Regions from separate parts of the Rattus norvegicus genome. Here region 1 is linked to region 2. The links are chromatin contacts, called in public Hi-C maps. All regions are on one chromosome and are shown on one strand. The core of a region is the stretch at or near the end of the contact, and the rest is flanking DNA. Distances in the headings are between cores, read along the strand shown.

Region 1 (5,358 bases), core at 1,226-3,725, 93 kb before region 2:
GGAGCCTCAGCTGAGGAAATGCCTCCATGAGACCCAGCTGTAAGGCATTTTCTCAACTAGTGATCAAGGGGGAAGGACCCAGCCCATTGTGGATGTTGCCGTCCCTGGGCTGGTGGTCCTGGGTTCTATAAGAGAGCAAGCTGAACAAGCCTGGGGAAGCAAGCCAGTAGGTAACATCCCTCCATGGCCTCTGCATCAGCTCCTGCTTCCTGACCTGCTTGAGTTCCAGTCCTGACTTCCTTTGGTGATGAGCATCAAAGCTGAACAAACCCTTTCTCCCCAACTTGCTTCTTGGTCATGATGTTTGTGCAGGAATAGAAACCCTGACTAAGACATAGTGAGAGGCCAGGTTAGGCTGACACGGCTGGGCGAACACACTTTGAGAAGCTCTCATATCCCATAGCGTATCTTGTTGGGCTGTCAGGAGGAGTGCAGCTTCCCTTGGCCCGGGAATTCACTTTTGCATCTGCAGCTGCTGAGAACCCAACTGTGTTGGAGACTATGGGAAGTCGCCTCTGGAGGGGAGGTGGGTGGAGAGACAGTTGGCTTAGCCTGCAGAGGTTTTGACATCTGACTTTGAGAGCAACAAGCCTCAGCTGGACGTACGTAGTCACACGTATGAAGCAATGTGGCCCCCAGGCAACCCCAACAGATGGGACATGCGGGAGGGGATGCTGCAGGGTGAATTGCTGTGGCCTGCTCACCTGCTGAGCCCTGGTCGCCAAGGCAAGCTTTCTTTAAATTTATTTATGTATGTGAGTACACTGTCTTCAGACACACCAGAAGAGGGCATCAGATCCCATTAAAGATGGTTGTGAGCCACCATGTGGTTGCTGGGATTTGAACTCGGGACCACTGGAAGGGCAGTCAGTGCTCTTAACCACTGAGCCATCCCTCCAGTTCCCGTCACCAGGGCGGTCTTAACCGAGTGGATTGAGTGGATTCCTTGCATGGGATTTCTCTTGGGTATCCTGAGCAGACCACACCCAAAGTGAGAGCAAGATTGTCCTGGGAGAAAGAACTCTAGAGCAGACAGAAACACAGAAACAGACAAAGCACCAGGCCCACACAGGGAGGCAGGGAGGTCCAGGAAGCATGTTTAATTGGCCAGACACAGACAACATACATCGGGAGCAGCGGGGACACCTGGACATGCAACAAAGCCTATCGCCCTTGGCCTGCACCACTAGGTGAGGGCCTCCCTATGCCCCCCCAGACATAGACAGGACGGCACCCCAAAAAGAGACTCTGAGGGTGCTGGGAATGCAAGCAGGGAAGGATGGAGACAACCACAGCCAAATGTCACCTTTCCTAGATTGGGTTTTTAAGTTACCTAAAAATCCGTCAGGAGCTGCAGGACCCACTATGGGCACCAACTCAAACGGCGCTGGCCTGTCACCCCTGCAAGGTGGCTGACCTCCTTCTGAGGCATGGAGAAACAGATCCAATGAGTAAAAGTCCCGAAGGAATCTGGAGACTTGGTTCAGGAATGCAGAGGTGCTGGGTGGGGCCCCCACCCTGGGAAGCAGACAAAACCTGAACCTAATGCCAAGACAGAAGATGGGACCAACTGTTTATTCAACAAAAGCCTTTTATTCATTCAAAAATTAACCATTGGATTTATTTCTGCAGATATTTTTTTAAAAAAAATTAAAGTCGGGAGGGCAAAGCTTCCCACTGTGCCCTTATGCCAACTACCTTGCCAGTCCCAGATGACATAGCAGAGGGGTGGGTGGGATACATGCTGCCAGATATGTGAGGCTGGGGAATCCAGGACCTCTGGAATCACAGCCCCCACCTTGGCCTTCCCACCTCTAGCTTCACCACTTGCTGGAACGCTGCATCCCCAGGTGCCACTGTGGCTCACCACCACCAGGGGGCGTCCCCCGTGCATCCTTGGATCATGTAAATGTAGAAACACACTAGGAAGAATCTTAGGGGCTTTCTGTTTGGCCAGCAGTGGGGGCTTTCTCAGGAGAGATGCCAGGGATCCCATGCACCGCACGCCCCGCCATCCCCCAGAAGAGACAATGTCCCCCAAAGTGCAAAGGCACCTTCCTCGGAAATCAACTATCGAACTATAGAGCATTTAAAGAAAGAGATGTCAATGCTGCATATATTTTACCTTGTTATTTTAAACCTGGCTAGATACTGAAAAGTCGTGATATGCTCCCAAGTCACCATCGACACAAAGTGGGCAGCAGATGCTGGGAAGAGGGGATCACAGCATTCCTGGCCCTAGAAAGGAGGGTCTGCCAAGGGACCAGGGACCTGGCCTCAATGGCTAGACCACACCCCTAAAGAAAGCAGCATCAGATGGGGTGGGGCCTCTAAAGAAATGAACTTGGAGAGGCCCTCGGGCTGCGCAGAAGAGGCCTGGCCTCAGATTCCGGGCGTGCTGTGTGCCTCAGCTAACTGCTGGTGAAAGAGAGGGACAGACGTAAGTCAGCACACGTCCTTGAACGAGAATAGTGTCCGACACCCTGCCAGGAAAAGGCAGCCCAGGGCTGTCTCAATGTCCAAGGCTTGGGCCAAGGGCATAAACCGTGAAGGCCAAAAACCACACTGGAGGATGCAATCCAAAAAGCCAAGATGCTGAAAGGAAGCCTGGACCCACAGACATCAGTGAACACCTTAGCTGAGGAGCCCCATGCTTAACCCTTGACAGACCCTCAGCTAGGAATCCATTGGATCTTGATGCTACCACACATGCCCATTCACAGAGAGGACGACCAAGGCTCCAGAGAGAGGTCCATTCTCATCCTCTCAGCTAATGTCATCACATCTACTCCCTATCCTAGAGGCCCTGTCAGGGACCAGGCAGCAAGATGACCCAAAGAGGCCTCAAAGAAAATTGCCTGTGTAACTGGAGCCCTGGGGATCTGGTGGGCCAGCAATGGAAACAGCATGAGCAAAGGGCCTACCCATGAAGAGGGTGTGTGCACGGACGGGCTAAGCGTTCCCACTCACTCACAGGGATGGACAGGCAGGACAACGCCACCTCTGGATGGAAGACGTCAATCCTCCAGCTGACAGCTGCTCACCCACGGGTCATTAGCAAGGAAGATTCTGGCCTCCCAGAAGTATGGTGGAGATTACAGGGGAATCGGAGCAGAAGAAAAGCCCCGGGGGCCGCCTTCCCCCTCTCAACGGTGGGCAGAGAGGCTACACAAACCAGAAGCAAGAACTGTGGGCTCGGGTCTGCCTCTGCAGCTGGGAGGCTCACCTGGCAAAGCTCGCCAGGGTGAGGACGAGCCCAAAGGAGCTCACGAGTCTGGGGGATCCTAAAGAAGGGGTAAAAGGGGTGCCTCTGGGTCCAACCACACACTCCAGCAGCGAGGCTGTGTCCCGAGACCGTATAGGGGTTACGCTGTCATTTATACGATTCTGTATCCTCCAGGGCCTACAAAACAGTCAAAGAACGGTGTCACAAACACCTAACTCCAGGCTGAGAATCACACATCATCAACAAGGCCAACCACCAGGCCTCCCAGCCCTGCTGCTGACTGAGAAGGCAAAGACTACAAAGTCCCAGAGAAGCCCAGCTTTGGGCTCCTTGCTTCTCTTCCATGGTTGCCTGGTGTTTCTGGTGGCATGCTGGAGCCGTCTCGCTGGCTTTGGATTCAGCCCTGAGGAGCAGCATGGCCTGCTCCCGTCTCCCTACCCCTTCTCTCTCAGACTCCTAGCAGGGAAGAAGGCTGCTGCAAAGGGTAGATAGAGGCAGGTGAGCAGAGGGGTTCACACGCTATACCTACCCAGCCCCTTAGTTAGCATCAAGGAGGCAGAGGCCAGCAGTTCCCAGAGAAGCCCACTTCATACTCTATTCTGTGTGCCCGACACCCGCTCCCAGTTCCCACTCCCAGAGCAAGGCTCTCCATCTTTTCTCTGCTGCAAACATCAGAGTAAAGTTGCAAAAATTAAAAAAAAAAAAACCAAAAAACAAAAAACACCCCAAGTGTGTTCTTGAAAAAAAGTGTTATGGGCTCCAAGGGGTGCAGAGGAGAGGGGTGGGGGCTTCAGGGCAGAAGCTGGGGGAACAGTGCATTAGCCATCGAGGAATGCCTACCTTCCCCTCTCCAAAAACGGAGCACAGTATCTGAGAAAGAAAGAAAAAAAAAAAAAAAAAGGAAAAGATTTTTTTGGCTTCTTGGCCGCTGCAGGCCACCATCCTCCCAAGTGTGGCGGGCAGGTGGGTGAGGGTGTGCACATGTAAACGGAGGCCCAGCATCCTGGGAGTTTCAGACACACAAGGTAGCAGCAATAGTTAACAACCAATAAATAAAAGGTATCGATTATGTATGAGTATAAAAAAAAAAAACCCTCAGTTTCCCCACAAAATGCACAATACTGTTATCACGTGAGTCACTGCCGCTAACACCCTTGCCTGCCAGTGGCCTCACTGCCCCTGGCCACCACTGCAGGGGACCAGGCAGAGACTGAGTTCTCTGAGACACAGAGGCCTTCTCCCAATGGTCAGTATCTTTTAGAACGGAAGGTAGTTTGTTTTCTTTTACATTGTCCATTTGAAATAAAAAAAGAAAAAAGAAAGCACACAGGCCAGACAGCAGGAAGAACGGGACGGCTGCCGAGGGAGGCAGCCCGGCGCTCAGGTTTGCAGAGGGCTGGAGCCTTTCCGTTTTGGGTTGTCGTTGTTTGGACAAGCGGAGGTCGTTGACGATGGAACCAGTGGCTTCAGGCGGCAGGTGGATGCAGGGCTGGGGGAAAGACAGCCAGGGCCTAGAGGCTCAAGGGCGGCCGGCTTTGTGGAGACGAGGAAGGCTGGGTGGGCACAGGGGCGGTGTCAGGCTGCGGTGGCCTCATGGCACAGGAAGAGGCTAGTGGTTCCCACACATCTGCAAGACAGAGGGAGGCAGGATGTGTTAACAGCTATGGCGACTGAGGGGTCCGTTAGGGCTCCAGGTTCCTTCGGGTTTGGAAAAATGAATGTGACAGTGACGAGAGACCCTCTAGAGCATCCCAGAATGGAAGATTAGTGCCACAACCAAGAATTAACTCAAACTCAGTGATGACGGGGGTCTGAGGTGATTTGGCGGCTCGACTTGTCCTCTGTCTCGATTCAGAGCACACAGCCTATGCCCTTCCCGTGACGTCACACCTCACACCAACGCTGCCTGAAACAGCTTCGGGTTTGAGACGTGTGTGTTATGAATTACAGCTTTTTTTCTGTTTCCGTTTACTGCATCTATGACATTTTTCTGTTCCCACAGAAACATCATGCTTTAATTATAGAAAAAATAAAGACAATAAAACTATATGCATAACAAACTGCTTTTAAAATAGAATTCTTTATGATTTATTAGCTGTAAATATTTGATCTAATGTTTATTTCGTATACTT
Region 2 (5,211 bases), core at 1,575-4,074:
CCAGCACCCACATTAGGCAGCTACAACATCCAGTAACTTTAGCTCCAGGGGCATCCGCACTTACGTGCATACCCCACACGTGCAGTAGGCGTGTGCCCCAGCAGCACCTGTCACTGAACTCCTCTGCTGTAAGCGCAGAATGGCAGTAGAGTTCCAGAATGGCAGTTGCTACTCTCAGCTCTCTGCTACATATGTGCAGAACAGACCTGCTGTCTACCGACACTGCTGCCTACCGGTTCAAGGGCAGCAACTGCTCTGGGGAAGCCAGAGACCCTGGAAGAACAACAAACCCACAAACAGCCTCTAGCTGGGCAGCACAAGGTCAGAACTCTAAAGGAAGAGAGGTTCTGCGGCTCCTGATCTGGGGCTCCCACAGCCTGACACCGCTCTTCTGAGACATAACTCAAAACGGATGCAGTCACACCAAGGAGGGAGGGGTGATATGGATGGGAAAGGCACTCAAGAGGGTGTCAGGCAAGCTTTTAACAGTGCTCTGGCCAGTAAGATGGCTCAGTGGGCACAGGCGCAGCCAAGCCTGATGACCGGAGTTCAATCCCACGACCCACATGGTAGGAGAGAACTGACTCCCACCTGTTGTCCTCTAAACCCTACACATGTGCACAAACGCACAAATACAAGTGTAAAAAGCAAATCAACCAACCAGCCAACCAACCAACCAAAAAGACATAAAACACTGTGTTCCTGTGAAGTTGAGAACACTGGTCTCCTTCTACCAGACTCATATGCTAAAGATTCCATTTCCTGAGCATCACGTCGGGGACCAGGCCCGGCACACGGATCCTTGGGGGACAGAGTCATATGGAAAACACAGCATGATCCACTGAAAACATGAGGAAATGACACGAAGTGACATCTTTCCAAAGAAGATATATTAACGGTCAAGAGGTCCTGGAAATAGGCGTGTCACCACTAAGCATGAGAGAAGTGCGCGTGAGAAAGGGTTGTGAAATAGCACTGCACACTCACTAGAACGCTGCAGTTACTGTCTTGTAGCTGCAACAAAGCACCTGACAAAAGCAACCGCTCCAGGACAAGGTCAGTCCATCACAGCAGGCAAGGCTGGTGGCAGGCCCCTGGTTACACTGCTTTCTGAAGCCAGGAAGCAGAGAGAGACGATGCTGGTGCTCAGCCTGCTTTCTCTTTCTATGCAATCTGAATCCCAGCCAGGGATGGTGGGTCTTCCCACCTCAATTAACTTTAGTGGATAATCCCGCAGGGATATGCCCCAAGACTTGTTTCCATGGTGATGCTAAATCTCACAAGGTCGACGGGTTCAATCATCTCTTGTGGGTCTTGACACCTGGAAGAAGAGTCAGTGGGGAATCGTCTAGATTGGGTTGGCCTGTGGGAGATTATCTCTTGACTGTCAGTTGATGTAGGAAGTCCCTGCCACTCTAGGGGGCACCATTCCCTTAGCAGGAGGTAGAGAACAGTCTAGCTGAGAACGAGCAAGCAAGAATCTATGTGTTGATTCTTTCTGCTCTTCAGTGTGAATGTGTTTTAAGTTCCTGCCTTGACTTTCCTCAATAATGGACTATAACCTGGAACTCCAAACCTACATTTCCTTTCTACCCTAAATGCTTTTTTCCCAGGGTATTTTTTCACAGCAACAGGATGAAACCGGAACATATGACAAACAGGCTGAGTGGGCGAGTGCTGAGCACTGAGAGGCGTCTTCAATCTCTGACACCAAACACCTCAATGATGAAGGTGCTGGGATGAGACAGTCAGAATCCAACATGGAATCCTGGCAGAACTGTACACTGGCACCGGCATTGTGGCAGACAGACACGGGTACTATGAGGTTCAGAAATGCCACTTCTGAGTAGATCTGAACAGCACGTGTAAAGCTCACAATCACAACAGACAGCAGAGGTGACACGTGGCTGTTGCCCTAGGCCTCCTTCCATGTGTAACTCGTCTGTCCCTTAATGTATGTATGAGTACCCAAGTTCACAGCAGCACCGTTCATCACACTTAAGCCACCCTGACACAGGGATGCTGAGAGAAAGTGGCACATACAGAGCATGCCGTATTATTCGGCATTAAGAGGCCAGGGCACTCAGGCTTGGCTATGGCGTGGACCAACCTCAGGACAGTTCACTGAGTGGAACAAGCTGGACACAAAAAGTAAAGGTGCCACTAACATGGCGTCCTGGAGCAGCCAAACTCATAAAGGCAGAAGGTGTGTGTGAGGGAAGGGGCACTCCATCAGGAGCCTTGGTGAGAGGAGTGGGGGCAGAATCTCACTTGGGAACTTAGAAAGCTGGTAACTGATGGTGCTGACGGCTGCACAGCCATAGGAACCAAGTATGGACAGCACAGAACTGGACCGCGACAGCAGTTCAAGTCTACTGCTGCCTGTGTACTTCAGCACAGGACAGAAGCGAGCAGAGCAGAGCTGCTATGAGGTGTGGCCCTGTGGAGGGGCAGCGCATAGCCAGAGTGAGATGTCATGGGCTACGAGCGATCATTGTGGGACTCAGTGCTGGGAGGAGCATGGTTTCCTCTGGGCTGGGTACAAACATCGCTGTGACACAGAACAGTGATGGCTTGTGCGACTCTCATGTGGAGGGCTCAAGGCCTCTTCTCTCCCAGAGATCCCAACTGCCCCTAAGTAAGGCATAAACAAAGGGCTTCTTCCTGCCAGCCACCCACACTCCTTGGTGCAGCTCCAATAAGCTTGCCGGCCCACCACCCTGGGCTGAGTCGCGGCTCTGGTCTTCCTAGGACTTCTCCATTTCAAGTGAAGGGAAAAGGATGCCTCGAAGTTTCCCAAGGAAAGAGCAAGCCAAGGAGTCTCACACTGTGATCATGTTACTGTTCAAATCACAGCCCAGGAGGACAGAGTCTTGAACGCTGTCAAGGAGCCTTAGTGGACACAAGCCCCACACATCACACACAAAGCTTCACACAGTCAGACACGGCAATCCCAGCACTTGTGGGGCTGAGGTAGAGAATCATCATGAGTTCTGGACCAGCCTGGGCTACAGAGTGAGATCCAATCTGGGACAGAGCAAAATCCTGACTCAAAAATGATAAACGCCTGAGGCTCAGTGGGTAAAGCACCTGCTGAGCAAGCAGAAGGGCAGGGAGCCATGAAGTCAGAGTCCCCAGAGCACACGAAAGCTGATGTAGTCTCTGGCCCAGACGCAATCGCAGAGTGCTGCTCCAGCGAGTGGCAGGAGAGGATCCCTGGTCTGGGCTACACAGAACTGATAACTGAAGGTTCCTTAAGGGCCTCCACGTGCATGCCGTGGTGTACACATACATGCAGAGAGACTGGAAAGAAAAGCAGACAAACAACTTAATGTCCACACTCGAGGTCAGAAACATTAAATAGATCTACCGCCCAGACAAGGGCTGAGAAGCAGCACCTGCAGGGACTCGGGAGAAAGCAAGAATCTCAGCACTGCACAGTCACGGGTATGCTGCATCCTACAGGCTTCTGTAGACGCACCGAGTAAAACAGCACCTTGCCAGGAGGTCACTGACACAAGCAGACAACAGAAATAAAGTGTCCTGTAGTGAGGAACACCTCTCTGCTGCTAACCTTCATGGGCCCACATTCAGCCTTTCGAGGCTCTACCCCGGCCTTCGACACCAAAGCAGTTCTGCCGCAGTCCCACACTGGTGTGTCCCCTCTGCAGGCCTTTGAGGGTGCTAAGAACGAGGAAGCTCATGCTCACCTGGCAACCGTGAATTTTCTATGCTTTACTTTATACTGAAAGCACAACTTGTGCTCTGGCAGTAAACACGGATGCCGGCTGTCCTTTGACACATGGCTTATAACCCACCACACCAAATGTACTTTCTACATTCCACTCTGGGGCTGAGACTCTATACGACACTTGCTATATCATCACAGACACTCTAGAGAACACAAGCCTGGCTCACCTCACGAGCAGGCACCAGTGAACAACTTGGTGGCCTGGCTGGAGAGACGACTCTGAGGTTAAGAGCACTCACTGCTCTTCAAGAGGAGCTGAGTTTGAATCTCAACAACCACGTGGTGGCTCAGTCTGTCAACTCGAGCTCCAGGGGATCCAGTGCCTCAGGGCACCAGGCATGCACATGATATATATACGCATACACAGCCAAATACGCATGCATAAAACAAAAGAACCTGGTAGTTGCTGTGGTAGGGCCTGCAACTCGGATTCTGCACAGACATTGCTGTGTGGCCTGGTAACACTTCTGCACACCAGTGAGGCACTCTGAGCAGAGAGCTGCTTGTGGTGGCTTGAGTGAGAATGGCCCCATAGGCTCATATTAATGTGGCCTTGTTGGAGAAACTGTGTCACTGGCGGGGGACCTGGAGGTTGTCAAGGCCCAGCCCAGGCCCAGACTAGACCCTTCTCTCCCCTTGTAGATCAGGGTGTAGCTCTGCAGCGCCATGCTGCCATGTCTGCCACCACGCCCTTGTCATGATGAAACTGTAAGCCAGCCCCAAACAAATGCTCTCCTCTGCAGGAGCTGCTGTGGTCTTCGCAGCCATAGAGCGATAACAAAGACTCTATTAATAATGGGAATAATGGGCTCTGAAGCCACTGTGACCCAAAGAGCCCCGAGACACTGTTAATTAAAACCACGTTCTATGGAGAGGCCGCTCAGAATGAGGCCATGCCTCCCCCATCCTGAAGTCCTCCAATCACCACAGGTTTCTGAAGTGGACGTAAAATGGAAGGCTCTTTAGAATATTTCTCCTGCCTTTCCCTCAGGAACAGAAGGCAAAAAAGGAAGACTAGAGGCAGCCCCGCCAATCACGTTATCAGCATATCCCCAAGCCAGTGCTGCAAGGTCACGGCACCTGAGAGAGTTGGAGCAAGGAAGAATCCCGCAGACTCCAGGACCAAGCAGCTAGCAGATCTTGGCAGGAGGCTGGAGCACAGAGAGCCACTGCACGCTCTTATAAGACTCACCCAGGCGCCTCACAGCTGTAGACTGAGAGAAGTCTCGGCATGTGGTGGGAAAGAAAGGGGCAGGACTCAGGCAGCTTCAAGGTCAGCCAAAGGGATCCAGAGATGAAGGGCACCCTCTCTGGAAGCCACACTCAACAGCAGTCTCTGGCTTGCTCCACCTCACTGCACCCACACAAGCCTGAGTCGTGGTGAAGGCCAAGGGACAAGTCAATGGGTGAAGAGCTGAGGAGAGGAAGGGGAGTACCAGGCTCCAGCTGACCCTGTGCTG

What was found. A called contact is a pair of places that touch in the nucleus more often than the background predicts.
Region 1: a contact with region 2 is called in a Hi-C map of kidney, with 6 times the contacts expected there. The contact joins two enhancer-like sites. A contact is called at or near these places in 12 of 12 Hi-C or Micro-C datasets (the A7r5 cell line, the Rat2 cell line, Schwann cells and 7 more) and 1 of 1 datasets of contacts at active chromatin or transcription factors (oligodendrocytes).

The regions. Positions count from the first base shown.
Region 1 is chr3:34,964,933-34,970,290 of GRCr8, reverse strand. Ncs1 (neuronal calcium sensor 1) reads right to left here. Exons shown (of 8, transcript NM_024366.2): 8 at 3,737-4,853. Among named protein-coding and RNA genes, the nearest start is that of Hmcn2, 19 kb to the left of the region's middle. Within about 2 kb of position 2,475, at least 8 of the 93 cell types and tissues checked have an H3K27ac peak or open chromatin away from gene starts, as enhancers often do.
Region 2 is chr3:34,872,799-34,878,009 of GRCr8, reverse strand. The region is part of intron 14 of Gpr107 (G protein-coupled receptor 107); the gene reads right to left. Among named protein-coding and RNA genes, the nearest start is that of Gpr107, 43 kb to the right of the region's middle. Within about 2 kb of position 2,824, at least 5 of the 93 cell types and tissues checked have an H3K27ac peak or open chromatin away from gene starts, as enhancers often do.